Linked DNA regions of Mus musculus: region 2 is linked to region 1. A link is a contact called in public HiChIP or PLAC-seq data. All regions are on one chromosome and are shown on one strand. The core of a region is the stretch at or near the end of the contact, and the rest is flanking DNA. Distances in the headings are between cores, read along the strand shown.

What was found. HiChIP or PLAC-seq counts read pairs in DNA pulled down with a chosen protein or histone mark.
Region 2: a contact with region 1 is called in an H3K4me3 HiChIP or PLAC-seq map of bone marrow-derived macrophages, with 4 times the contacts expected there. The contact joins two enhancer-like sites. A contact is called at or near these places in 8 of 39 promoter capture datasets (the 3T3-L1 cell line, the HPC-7 cell line, HPC-7-derived erythroid cells and 5 more), 1 of 484 Hi-C or Micro-C datasets (cortical neurons) and 3 of 115 datasets of contacts at active chromatin or transcription factors (bone marrow-derived macrophages, differentiating embryonic stem cells and hepatocytes).

The regions. Positions count from the first base shown.
Region 1 is chr14:31,370,911-31,377,827 of GRCm38.p6, reverse strand. Sh3bp5 (SH3-domain binding protein 5 (BTK-associated)) reads left to right here. Exons shown (of 9, transcript NM_011894.3): 7 at 218-437; 8 at 1,964-2,224; 9 at 2,627-5,214. The coding sequence ends at 2,844. Capn7 (calpain 7) reads right to left here. Exons shown (of 21, transcript NM_009796.3): 21 at 5,844-6,917. The coding sequence ends at 6,806. Among named protein-coding and RNA genes, the nearest start is that of Capn7, 38 kb to the right of the region's middle. Within about 2 kb of position 3,262, at least 2 of the 459 cell types and tissues checked have an H3K27ac peak or open chromatin away from gene starts, as enhancers often do. A contact at or near this core is called in bone marrow-derived macrophages, where this site is marked.
Region 2 is chr14:32,092,384-32,098,900 of GRCm38.p6, reverse strand. Oxnad1 (oxidoreductase NAD-binding domain containing 1) reads right to left here. Exons shown (of 8, transcript NM_145460.2): 4 at 3,430-3,536; 5 at 2,273-2,414. Among named protein-coding and RNA genes, the nearest start is that of Oxnad1, 9.9 kb to the right of the region's middle. Within about 2 kb of position 5,025, at least 51 of the 459 cell types and tissues checked have an H3K27ac peak or open chromatin away from gene starts, as enhancers often do. A contact at or near this core is called in bone marrow-derived macrophages, where this site is marked.

The sequences.
Region 1 (6,917 bases), core at 2,013-4,512:
CATATTCTCGTCTGTCTTATGGCCTGGTGTGGAGATGAAAGAGATGCTCTTCACATTGAATGGGGAGCCATGAGTGAAAGTCACTGGATCCTTCTCTAGTCAATTATCTTGGGTGTGTCAAGAAGTTCTTTTGTGTTGTAATCATGTGTCACCCCCTCCATCAGTGGGGACATCCAGGGCCACGTTGGCTTACCAAGTCCCCCATCTTCCAATTCAGCAACTGAAGAAGACGGTGGATGACCTTCAGGCCAAGCTGGCCCTGGCAAAGGGCGAGTACAAGGCAGCCCTGAAGAGCCTGGAGAGGATCTCAGATGAGATACACGAGCGGCGGCGTTCCAATGCCATGGGGCCCCGGGGCTGTGGCGTGGGGGCAGAGGGCAGCATCGCCTCAGTGGAGAACCTGCCTGTAAGCAAACCTGAGCCTGACGCCATTTCTGGTAAGTCTGACCAGCAGGGATCAGTGTGTGTGATCTGCTTTCTTTGCCCATCACAGATGAATGTGAGCGCTGGGCAGCCTACAGGCTGTTTTGGTGGTTTCTCATGTATTGTGGGACGCTGTGCTCATTTGATTGCTACTGAGTATTAGCGTTCTGTGGTCCAGTAAGATTGGGAAATGTTCTACCTCTCCCCGTCTCAGGCAGTCTAAGTACACAGGAGAGCATTCAAGCCTTTAAGGAGTTCTGAGGAAAGGTGTAATAGGGACTTGGGATCCAGATTTGATTCAGTTCCCATTTCACCAATGATGGGGGACAGAGGGGCCTTGATGTGTTTGCTGTGTCAGCTGCATGAGGGTCTACTCTGCTACACAGGGTGCTGAGGAGATACCTGGCAGCTCTCCCTAGGGTCTGAGCACACGGGTCTCCTCTGCTCAGGGATATCCTGTGCAGAAATGATAGGATTGACCTAGCTTCCGTTAATCAAGAAAACTACTGACAAGAACACTACCTCATAGCTCTCCCTTTCCTGTGTGCTTAGGCTTCCTCCTCAGCAACTCTTTTTTTTTCTTTTCCTTATTACTATTATTTAAGAAAAATAATTTGTATCTTTCCCACATGAATCTATGTATACCACATAATTGCCTGCTATCAGAAGAGGACACTGGGTCTTGTGGAATTAGTTATTAGCTGCCATGTAAGTGCTGGAAATCAATCCTGGGTCCTCTAGAAGAGCATCTCTGGCCCCACCAAGTGTTAAAGGCCATCAACAAATGCTGAATTGCCAGTTTGAAGGGAAATGAAACTAAAATGTAACCAATGCCTATGTACTGAGTTACTTTACATATTACCTCATTAATCCTGTGCACAGAGCATCCCGAAGCTGGGCAGTCAAGTGACTTACAAGGCCACACAGTCAGCAGTGGCGTTAGGATATGAGTTCAGATCTGGACCCATTTCCTAGCACAGCACTTGTATCAATCCACTCTGGAACGCTAGGCCATGTTTAAACAGTCACAGGCACAATGGGAACTGGGAAGGATCTTAAAAGTGATAGTGCAGGCTGAAGAGGCTTTGAAAACAAGAATGGCCTGTCTCTGAGCCTCGGTTATTCTGTCCACAAACTCAGAGTCAGTTAGAGTACTGGAAAGGAGCACTGTACTTTGTAGCGTGTCTGTTGAGATCAGAAGTTATCAGACATCCCACCCCGGCCTGCCCCTCCTTCCAGCAGCTCTTGCTGCTTCCGTCTTCCTTCTGCCTAGTATAGGCTACATTACAAAGGGCTAGTCTGAATTTACCTTCCCCTTTCCTTCGGCGCTGGGGATGGAACTCAGGCCTTTGTATATGCTGGACAAGCCGCTTCCTTTCAAACTGTTCTGGAGGCTGGTCAGACAGGTTCAGGTGCGATGCAGGTCCTGCAGACTCCATGTTGTGTGAGCATGTCCAGCAGAGAGCATGTCTGCAGGCATTTAAGGGACTGGGCTACTACCTGGCAGATCCCATGTGATTGATGTCCTCTCTCATCACAGTGGCATCAGAAGCCTTTGAAGATGACAACTGCAGCAACTTGGTGTCTGAAGATGACTCGGAAACCCAGTCTGTGTCCAGCTTTAGTTCGGGACCGACGAGTCCGTCTGAAATGCCTGATCAGTTCCCTGCAGTGGCAAGGCCTGGCAGTCTGGATCTGCCTAGCCCTGTGTCCCTGTCAGAATTTGGGATGATGTTCCCAATACTGGGTCCTCGAAGTGAATGCAGTGGGGCCTCCTCCCCTGAATGTGAGGTTGAACGAGGTAGGTTGCAGCTCAACTTGTGCACTGTCCATACCTTTGCCAGGTCTCAGGGGCCCTGAGAACATACAGTGGGATGGATCACTCAGATTACTTTCAAGGGCACTTCTACAGTCCTGGCCAACTTCAACCAAGCAGAACTTAGGTCCCATGTCTCCCCTAAGAACAATCCTCTCGGCAAGTTCCTGTTGGAGAGGTTCGCTTCCTAGCTACAAAATGACAATGGTACATCTCATCTCTAAAGAACAGATTAGTGAGTGCATGTAGTGTGCCACCCAGTGCTGGAGAACCTCTGAGATGTATGGTGGACAGCAGGAATGGCAGAGGGCTCAGGTGGCCGATGCTGGTGCCTATGGAACTCTTGAAACTGACCACCCCCATTTGGCAATCTTTGTATCTCTGCAGGAGACAGAGCAGAAGGGGCCGAGAATAAAATGAGTGACAAAGCCAACAACAACCGTGTTCTCGGCAGCACCAACGGTGGCAGTGGCAGGAGCAGGAGCCAAAGCAGCACGTCCCTTGAGAGCCAGGCCTTGGAAACCCGGATGAAGCAGCTCTCCCTACAGTGCTCAAAAGGAAGAGATGGAATTATTGCTGACATAAAAATGGTGCAGATTGGCTGATCCACCCAAGGGCTATGGCCTATGTGCAGATCATATTTATACATGAAATTCAAGAACATTGTGCCAATAATCATTTAACATAAGCCAAATAGTATGCATTTACTCTAAACTGCACTAACCAAGTTTCAGTGACCTTGAGGGCTAAACATTTTCCCTCTGGTAAGAGCTCTTGGGCTGGTGTGCTTTTCAGAGCAGAGCCATTGCAGGTAAACCGTGACCAGGGAGGGTCACGGTCTTTGCAGAGCATTCCCTGTAGCGGCAGCGTGGAAGCAATAACTAGTTTCTGAGAAAGAACCTGCAGGGCCAGGAGGAGAGCTGGACACTTAGCCAGACTGGGGTCACCAGCCTTCATCTCTATCCCCACTTCCTCTTCTTCTTGGGGAAACAGATGTTCTCTCCATTACATCACAGGGCACCAAGATAATTTTAAAAATCACACACACACACACACACAAACTCAAGTGTTCAGAACACACTGCTGTAACTACAGTGCAGGAACACAGTTCCTCATCACCACCACTGGTGCTCGCTCAGAGGGGCTTTCAGAAGCGTGTCTTCTGGGAAACCTGTTGAACCATTTCCTAGGAAAGCTACCAGGAACTGCACTTTTTAGGGGTGGGGACGGTGAATGCCAATGTGGGGACGTAGATATCATAGAGGGGATGTGTGGCTGGGGGCAGTTTGTAGCCTGAGCTTAGCCTGCTAGCCAAGGGGCTTTATTCTAAGAGAAGTGCATGTGAGGAATGGTTGGCATTGCTCTTATCTAGATTGACAAGGAGTTCATTTCTCTGTAGACTGTAACTCCTACAATACCTGAGATTATTTAAGGTTTATGCTGCACCTAGTATTCCTTAGAGGAAGCTGTCCTTAAAGCTAGGAGGGAATGGGCATGGTTGGTAAATAGAAGCAATGGATCTGTTATGCTAATAGTAGTGTATAGACTTAGTGTTTATGGTTATGCATATTTAGAGCACTGTATTTTATTTGTCCTGTTTTATTAATCTACCATTTCTGAAAGAAAAAAAAAAAGAAAACAACTCCCCATTTACAACTATTAATTTTAGCCATGTGTGTATAGCTCTTCATACACTAGTGGTTTCTTTTTTATTGATGGACACAGTATCCTTATTACAAGGTTATTTTGTACTTGTTTTATTACCTTGGGTGTAATAAAAGCCGAGAAGACTTTGTGACTTCCGATGAGAAAGTCCACTGTTGTCTGTCTTCTCCTCTTGCCTTGGTTGTTGGGGCATCTGCTCTCCTTTTCAGGTAAGGTGATGATGGAGCCTGGAAATTTTAGCTCACACACCAAGGTCTGGATTAGAATTCCCACTTTTGCTGTTACAAAGGTGAGCACTGAGAAGAGACAGGCGGGCAGTTCCAGGTGACAGTCCCGAGAAGAGAAGCTTTTAGTTTCACTGGTCAGCATAGTCTTAGGGGCAGGGGGACATACTGTTAAATGGTCTCATCTACTCAGTCTGATTTAATTTGTGGCACTAAGGTACTTTTTCTAATGGAAATCTGAGAGTAGCTGTCTTCAGACAAACCAGAAGAGAGCATCAGATTCCATTACAGATGGCTGTGAGCCACCATGTGGTTGCTGGGAATTGAACTCAGGACCTTTGGAAGAGCAGTCAGTGCTCTTAACCATTGACCATCTCTCCAGCCCCCAGTAGTGGACTTTATAATGTATATGCCACACACTGAAATGTGCTGTGGGATTAAGTGCCAAGTGATCATAAGTGCTTTGCCTGTTAAATTCCATCTCAGAGTTGGTGGGAGTCCCTTTCAATTGCTCTGTTCTGGCAGTGAGGCGCTGCTCATTCCCCCTTCCTGTCAACATTTCTGAGGTAAAGTTGTGTAGTTTGTCTATTTCTGGCAGAGACTAGAAGACAGAATATTCTCGTGTTGGGAAGTTTAGTGCTATATCCCTTCTGTGGGCACAGGCGTTTCACAGTATGCCTTCCTGCTTTGGTTCCCCTCACCCTGTCTCCCACAGCAGGAAGTCAGAAACCTTCGACCCTGCTTCATGGTCACTTCCTCGCCTGTCTCCCTTCACGCTTCTAGGTTAGAGCAGTGCCACTCTTGTCATCTCAGCCTCCTCTGCCATGTTGGGGACTCACTCTCACACCTGTCCTTCTCCATGTCTCTCAAGTTACCATTTCTGAAATTTAGCCAATTTCAGTTTTTGACCCTCCAGCTCTCATGTATTTTTTGAGGTGACCACAATAACTGAACCATGTACTACTAATTCTAGAATATTGATAATTTCCTTTACCTTGTGTGTGGGGTGAGGGTGGGGGATAAGGGGAGTTTCTTCTTTAAGTCTGAGCATCTATGCGTATATTGAAATTAGATACCTGAACCACCTTCCTCTCTCTAGCTATTTCTCATTTTAAAATCTGTTCCACAATGGTGCTTCTGATTCAATAGAGTCACATTCCTACTACCAATTCCAGCCTGCTGTCCCCACATAGAAAGCAGCTGGACCACTAAATCAGGGCAGCCCCGGGTAAAAGCTTTTGAACCTAAAGCAAGATCGTTCAGGCTTGTTTCCCCTGTCGTAAAAAGCAATAATAAAGCCAATGAGAAGATTAAAAAGAATATGCAAGGTAAATAAGTTCATAGTAAAAAATAACTCCTAGCTATTTCTCTATTCTGTATTTATGGCATTCTTGAAAGTATGTGTTGAGCCTTACCTATATCCAAGAGTCACCACTTTATATATAGGTCTTCTCTGCTGGGTTTTGTTTGTTTGTGGTGTGTATGTGTGCTGGGGATTGAACCCAGGGCTAAGCCAAGTGCTGTGCCATTGAGTGGCCTCACAGCTTTCTATTATGTTTTTGATGACAGAAATTAACTCATATTTAGTAAGCTCATGTGGCTAATTTTAGCCAAGTGAAATCTTATTGGTTTTATTCTTGCAGCAAGTATTTCTATGCATGTCTGTCTTCTTTTACAGGGACGTAAAATCAAATTCTGGACATTAAACTACATAGTTTCCATAAGTATAAATATTTTATTTCAATCAAAGGCAGTAGAAATAGATTTGATAATTATAAAGTAGAGACAATGACAGATCCCATCCTATTTTCCAGAACTTGAAAATCTTGAGCATCATTCTGCAGTGATGATTTTATGTAAACACTAATTCCTGACCACTCACTTTTTATGAATGCTGTATAACTCAGTCACCATATACTAAATTCTCAAGGACTCCCCAAGTCCCCATGATGAAAGCACTGACTACAGAGCAATTAAAACCCTACGGTTAAACCTCAGCATTTCCATCTGATTGCTACATTCACCAACCTGCTAAGAACTAAGAACAGCAACAGTAAATATACTTCGGTCCTCTCTACAATGGACAATGCACCTAACACTGACAACCTTCATTCTTAAGCCTGAGCATCTCCATGCTAAGCTAAACAGCGGTTTTTAAAGCTTAACAGCTACACGACAATAAACATTAAAGACACAATGAAAAATTCAAATTAGTTGCAGTGACCTAATTCATTTGGTAATTAGTTGTTTAAGATGTATGGTGGGGTCAACATAAATGGGCTAAACGTACGTGCTCTGTAAAAACAGGAAACATAGGTATTTCAAGATCCTAAACTAGGCTGCTCTTGCACTCAGTGGACCTGTGGTCCTCATTGTCCTCCTCGTGTCCTATTAACGAAAGCATCTCCCAGTGATGGCTGAATCTAGCCTGTGATTTACACAGAGCCGCCACCGAGTACACGCCAGCTCTGTGTGCACAAACCATGTAAACAGTATTTCAGGTGATTAAGGTAATTCCACTATCTAAAATCCTTACCAAACACCACAACGAGCACCAGACTCCGTAACATGCTTTTGATTTAATTCCATTCTGATGGTTCACCATCGTGATTTGTCTCCTTGTCTGAAGAGCTGAGACTGGGAAATATGGAATCCAGTAATAGCTGAGAGTTCTCAATCATTGGAGTTGTGTTGTCTTGATGGGGACAGTACTATTAAAGTCCAAGAAAAAAGGTCCTTCTTGTTTAGGCAAAAAAGTACTAGGGATGATATTAAAGATCCCAGCAGGT
Region 2 (6,517 bases), core at 3,776-6,275, 720 kb before region 1:
CAGAAGGGCAGCAGGAGGCTGTACATGCTGGCCGAGTCTCACTTCAGCCTGCCCGTGTTATGTTCCAGTAGTTGGTGAAGTCACTTACACAACTGACTCCAGATGCCTCTGATGGAGTGTTCTGGAAACGTTGGCAGTATTTTTTTTTTCATTGTCACAGTGATTAGGGTTACTTAAGTGGCATCCAGAGGATAGGCCTAGATGGCTAAATCTGCAGGAGTTTTGTGAGCTATTCTTTATTGGTAGTTAACAATCAGCCACTGTGGGAATATTCAGAACACAGAAATCTGCACATAATACGAGTGAGGGCTTTTTATAATTCAGAGCCCTGGATCACCTGCAAGGCATTATTGCAATGCACAGGACTGTCAGGATGATTTCTGAGTGACCCATAGACTGTTCACATGAGTAAAAGCCAATTTGTAATGATCTGACACTACTTAGTCAAATGTTTTGCTGCTGTGAACGACTATCCGAGACAACAACTTAAAAGGTACAAATATTTGCTTTTGGCTCCCAGCTTTGGAGGTCTTAGTGCACAGTCAACGAGCTGGAACCACTGTTTCTAGGCTGTGGGGAGGGTGGATAGAAGGACACAGAAGCCAATCTGTTCAGCACATGGCAGGCAGGAAGCACAGAAAGAGAATGCCCGGGTGAGGATTTTCTCCCCTCTTTATTGGATCTTTGCCCCCCTCAGCCTATGGGATGGTGCTGCCTACCCACATTCAGGGAGTGTGTTCCACCCTTGGCTAATGCTCTTCGGAAACAACCTCAGAGCACACCAGAGGGGAGCCTTACTAGTGAATCTGCTCTTGTCTCCATCCAGCTCACAGTCAAGATTAACATGAACAATGACTCATTTTACAAATGAACTCAGATTTTCAGCTTTGCACAAATCTAAGTTCACCTGACTCTCCCAGAATGTAAGCAGTGTGAAGACTGCACTTGGCCGTGTTCACTGTTCTGGAAGACCACACCCTAGGTGGTAACACAAGTGTCCTTCTGTCCCCACACAGCGGGCCTGTACCAGCCGCACCGACAGACCAGATATATTTGTGGTCACTGCTGTTAAAGTCCTCTGAGTGCTTCACTCTATCGTGTGGTCTCCATACGCCCAAACCTGAGTGTTAGAAATATTCTTTAGTTATGTGCCGCCCCCACCCCTGCCCCTTTGCTTCCTCACTCCTCCTTTGGTTTCAGCTAGAGAATTGTGAGTTTGGGGTGCTTTTTTCTGTTTTACCTATTTTTACTATAATTATACATTTTGTTTCAGGATAGTTCTAGAATGGAGGCAATGGATCTGACAGGTTTACCATAACCTCATGTCATTAAACTTTTCTGAGCCTCTGCTGCCAAGTGTGGAAATGGGCCAGCAGATTGGATGACACTGGCCACCATGACACACCATTGGGTTCTATAGGACGATGTCTCCATCACTGTGGCTCTCAGAGAAGAAACACTACTGGGTGTGTCTATCTCCTTCTTGTCTCCCTCTAAAACCAGAATTTGGGAAGACAGCCATTTACACTGAAAGCACAGCTCTGCCTCATTGCAAGCTTCTGGCATAAATGGACAGAATTGAGAAGCAGTAACGTATCACATCGCACAATTTCAGAGGGTCAAAGCCTGAGCATTCAGCCCCTGGACTGCACATACCAGGTAGCAGGAGACACTCTGGACAGGGATTTAATCTAAGCTTCTACAACTTAAGATGACCAAATGGAAAAAAAAAACTCCATTGAATTCATAAAATAGGTCTTAGGCAGCTGTGTCTGAGGTATCCTGTGTTCTTTTTGCCAATAGTGTCTGACTTAGCTCTCTGCTGACCTTGGGCACTTCCCCCTTTCAATTAGTATATAGGATGCTGTATTTCTTACTAGGCTTGCTTGGCCTAAGTTTATTTCTCCTTCCTGGTCCTCCCACTCGACATCTGCTATTCAGGACCCTCGTCCCTCCAGGTTCAGGTTACAAGGGGACCAACTGAGCAGAACACAGACTTAAAGAGAGGCAGAGATGCTCAGACCTCTAAATTTAAAAGTCAGTTGAGCGTCTGGAGAGACCGTTCTGTAGTTCAGAGCACTTGGCCCTCTTACAGAGGACTCAGGTCTGGCTCCACACACCCGCACAGTGACTCACAACCATCAGTGACTCCAGTTCCAGGGCATCTGAGAGCCTCCGAGGGAGAGAGACGTTCGTATGGTGCACAGACAAACATGCCGATAAAATAATTATGTACATTAAAAAAAGTTGTGTTTTAAAAGTAGTTGCTCACCTTATTGTGAACCCAGACAGCAGGAGGGTGGTCTGCATATTTCACCGCCAGTTCTATTATTCTGTCTCGTTCTAGCCGTTGGGGACTGGAGCAAATTGAAAACCCACCAACCACTGAGACTCCTGGGATGAAGAAATCAACCCTAAAAGGGACAGAAGAACAAACCATCACTGTTGCAATAATTTAAAAAATGGTCAACAGCAGGCAATAAAACAAAGTTGACAGCATTTTAGTAGACGAAGAAAAAGCTAAACTGCTAAATTAATAGAAGATGAACAAGTATAACTTACAAAATTTCAGCAATTTTATGAAGAATTATTTTGCTAAGATGTAATTTAGATGAACCACACATATTACTAAGAAGATATCAACTAGCAAAGATGGACCAGGAAAAAACAGAGAAACCTGAACCGATCTATACAAGCTCAAAGAACTAAACTAATAAAACTAATAGACCTTCAGTTCAGGTTCAGTTCACTGGGGAGTTGCAACACAGTTGAAGTAGAATTAAAAGCAACCCTTCAGAAACTACCCCAAACACAAGAGAAGAGACAGTGGAACTTATTCTAACGAAGCTGGTAATCAGACACTGAACGGAAAGTACAGACCAATATCCATTCAAATAAAGACAGGAAAATTCCAAGAATACAAGGCCGGGTTAACGTCTGCCCTCATTAGTGTTTTAATCAATCGAGTGCTAGGTTCAATGAGACAAGTTTCTCAAAAAGATAAAGTAGCCAGGTGTGGTGGTGCACTTGGCCCTCTGAGTTCCAGGTAAGGTGGCCAGCCAGGTGTGATACACTCAGACCTCTGTGTTTGAGGCCAAGGCCCTGTTTTCAGCCACCTTGTCTAATCTATTAGAACAAAGACTGCTTTTCAGAAATGCATCAGTGCCCAGCAACCACAACTGGAGCAGATCAGGTGACTATCTGCAGACACAACTGAGGTTCCACAGACGAGCACTGGACTACAAAAGGTAGCTTTAGACAGAGGGACACATGGGTGCCAACCAGAAAAGGAATCAAGTTGTGCATGCCAAAACAGGAATGACCCAGAATTCCTCTCTCCTGGTAGAGAAGTCCTTTCCAGAAGAAAATATACTGCCTGATAGCAATTTTCATAAATACACACCCTTGGACAAGGGAAACTCCACTCACCACTGGCCAGCCTTAAAGGAAAAGTCTTTATCAGCAACAAGCAAACGGAGGCTCTTCACTGATGGAGACTCGTGAGTGATTTCACACACCTTAGCTGCAGCCATGACCTGAAGCAGAGAGGTCTGGGGCTTAGAGACATGTGGTTTTGGAAAATTGTCCAACAAGGCACAGCACACACGGCTTTGCTCTGCATCAAGTGTGCAAACTGAGTGAACTTTCTGAGATGTACTACAATGCTGTCTCACTCTGAATACAAACGTCCTTACAGGGACTGTGTAACCAGTATCCATCTGGGTGTTGGCACCCTGAAGAGCTGTGTGTGATGCCCTCAGCAGCCCTGGCTGGCATCTAAAGTCCCCTTCAGTAGTAGGCCAGGCGAGGCCATGATTGCTTCTGAGTAAGAAGTCCATGGCATGCTAGCAGCAGACGTTCACAGAAAGCATTAGGCACCTTTTACAGAGCAAAGAAACAGGAGTCTGGGTTTGTACTCATGTGCTTCCTTCTTGACTTTTGTTTTCTGAGTTGAGGCCTCACTATGCAGCCCTGGCTGGACTGGTACTAAGTGGATTAGGCTGGCCTTGAAATCACTTGCCCTTGCCTCCTGAGTGGTGATTAAAATGTGTACCACCATACTTGGCTTGTATGCTTATGTCTTAATTTATTTTATTTTTCTAAAATATAAGCGTCACGACCTTAAGCCAAGAATGCCACAGAGCCCTTTCCTAGTGGGAGTTTGGGACGCACTACTCTCAGGGGTGATTTTGCTCTCTACTGAGCACCCACTGAATGTAAGGTGTCTCCACGTCCTTCACTCCCCCTCTGCTCTGTATTCCTCTTCCTCCTCTACACCTGGGTATTAAACCTGGGTAGAAGACAGACATGACTCCCCTCAACTCCCTTCTGTTCAGCTTCACCCGTGGCACTGGGCAGGGGCTAATCAAATGCAGTCCCCTCAATGGAGGGGCCCCAACCAGCCCCACCAGGGGACGCTTTGGAAACCTCCCACTCCAATGCTAGCTCAGTCTGGCCTGTCCTTCAACAGGACTTCCAGGTCTAACCAAGTCTCAATAGAGATCACTTAAAACATTCTACTAGAAAACGTCTTACTACCTCAAAATAGCTCCTGGAATTCCCATCCTTTGTTCTCTGCTGTAAAACCCCTTGCCTCTCTTTCTCTGCTTGTTGTTAATCCCTTCTTCCTCCTGTCTTGGAAAACATGTGGCTGATTTTTCATGTCAGGCCCCCATGCCTGCAGCTTAGAAAACAAAAAACAAACAAACAAAAAACCACAGGGTCTCTCTACATAGCCTAGGCTGGCCTTGAGCTTGCTATCCTCTGCCTTAGTGCTAAGATTACAGACTTGTGTCACCAGGCAATGTCCCTTCTACCTATACTCCCGATTCTAACCTCCGTCTGTGACAGATTCTACTCCAACAACTTCCAGCCAGGCTTCTGTACTCAGTTCCACTACTTCCTGTTTCATCAGAAACGGCGTACGAGGCCACCGGCTTTCTCTTGAGCAGCTCATAGCTGTCAACAGGTGACTCCACAGTGACACAGCCCAGACTTTAATGCTGGCACTACTACCACCATGTACCTCAGGCCAATGCCCTCGCTGCCTTCAACTATGAACTGAACCAGTAACACCTTTGCTTCATAGGGTTGCTGGGAACAGTAAAGTAGATAATACAAACGAAAGCACTTCTAATGTTGCCGGCCAATGGTAAGTGGATGTGGTTTGCTACCGTACACTCTACTGCCCTATCTCTGTGCCTGGGAGGACACTCTGGAGGGGACTGAGTCCTCCCCCATGTCACACAACGCTGAGGTGCTTGCCCCAGAGATCAGCTGGTTTCCACAGCTCCTCCCATCTCCTCCCACTTCTCATTCTGTTTGGGAGAATAAAAGTTTGAGATAAAAAGAGGGAAATGAAGTTAGGAATTTCTTCTCCTAAAGACAGCAACAGGATCAGAACTGTAGTCCTGAAACTTCCTGACTCCTGTGTACCCAGTGCTCTGCTGTCAATCACACTGTCAGAGCTTATATTTGCCTGTCTTTGTCTTACACCAGGATCAGAAGAACCTCCTCAAAGTCCTGATACTTCTGCCCTATAAGATCCTGAATGGTGACTCTAATTCAAACACTGGTAACTGCTACCTGCAGGCCAAAGCCCAGTACTCTGGAGAGTCGTGTTTGATTGGACACAGCAAGCCTGATGATTGGCTTACATCCACCCATGACTGTCTGCACCTCCAGTGATGAGATTACTTAACTACCTGGACCTTTGGACAAAGTTTGCCCTAATTTATCTACCCACTTCTACAGGCCACAGAAGTGTACACACAAGCTTGTGATGTAAACCTTTTTTCCTTTATAATCTGACAAGACTTCATGTTGATCAGCACTTTTGTGTGTGTGTTCAGATCCATCAGTGGGAATCTCTATTTTCTTATTTGCCCATTAACTTCCTCTGCGGCATTAGCTTCACATACTTCTCAAAAAGAAAATTTAATCAAAGCGGAAGCAACAATCACCTTAGTGCCAAAGCAATTCGCTGAAGCAGAATTAAGTTTTAACAGGAGGGCCTAAGCAGTATATAGGTTAAAGTGTCTCCTTATATTGTAACATAAAATGCAACTATGACAACAATATAACTTCTGACCATGTTTGTAGAAGTGCATACATACAGGATTTCCCTTGCTTTACAGAGATGTACCACACTAAACTAAATACATCTGAATATGTGTGAAACTACTCAAAAAAGTCAAAGCAAATGTCTGTCCACTGTGTGTGTGACACGGACACAGGGCTGGGACACAGGTGAGGCTCCTCTATTTCCCAGGCCTCCGCACCCTTCAGGAGGCAGCTTAGCTTACTAGAGCCTGGGCATGATTGACAGGCTGCAGGGGAGGGGCAAGAGCTCGGCCACCTTTCTGTCCCAGATGTCAGTGCTGCTGACCAGCTAGGAGGTGCTTCGAAAGCAGGAAACACAAGGACTTTGACATGATGGCAAAAAAGAAAAAAAAAAAGAAAAAAAGTAAAAGAAACAAAGGTAAGCCATGTGTAGGCGCTACAAGTTCTCTCTCCT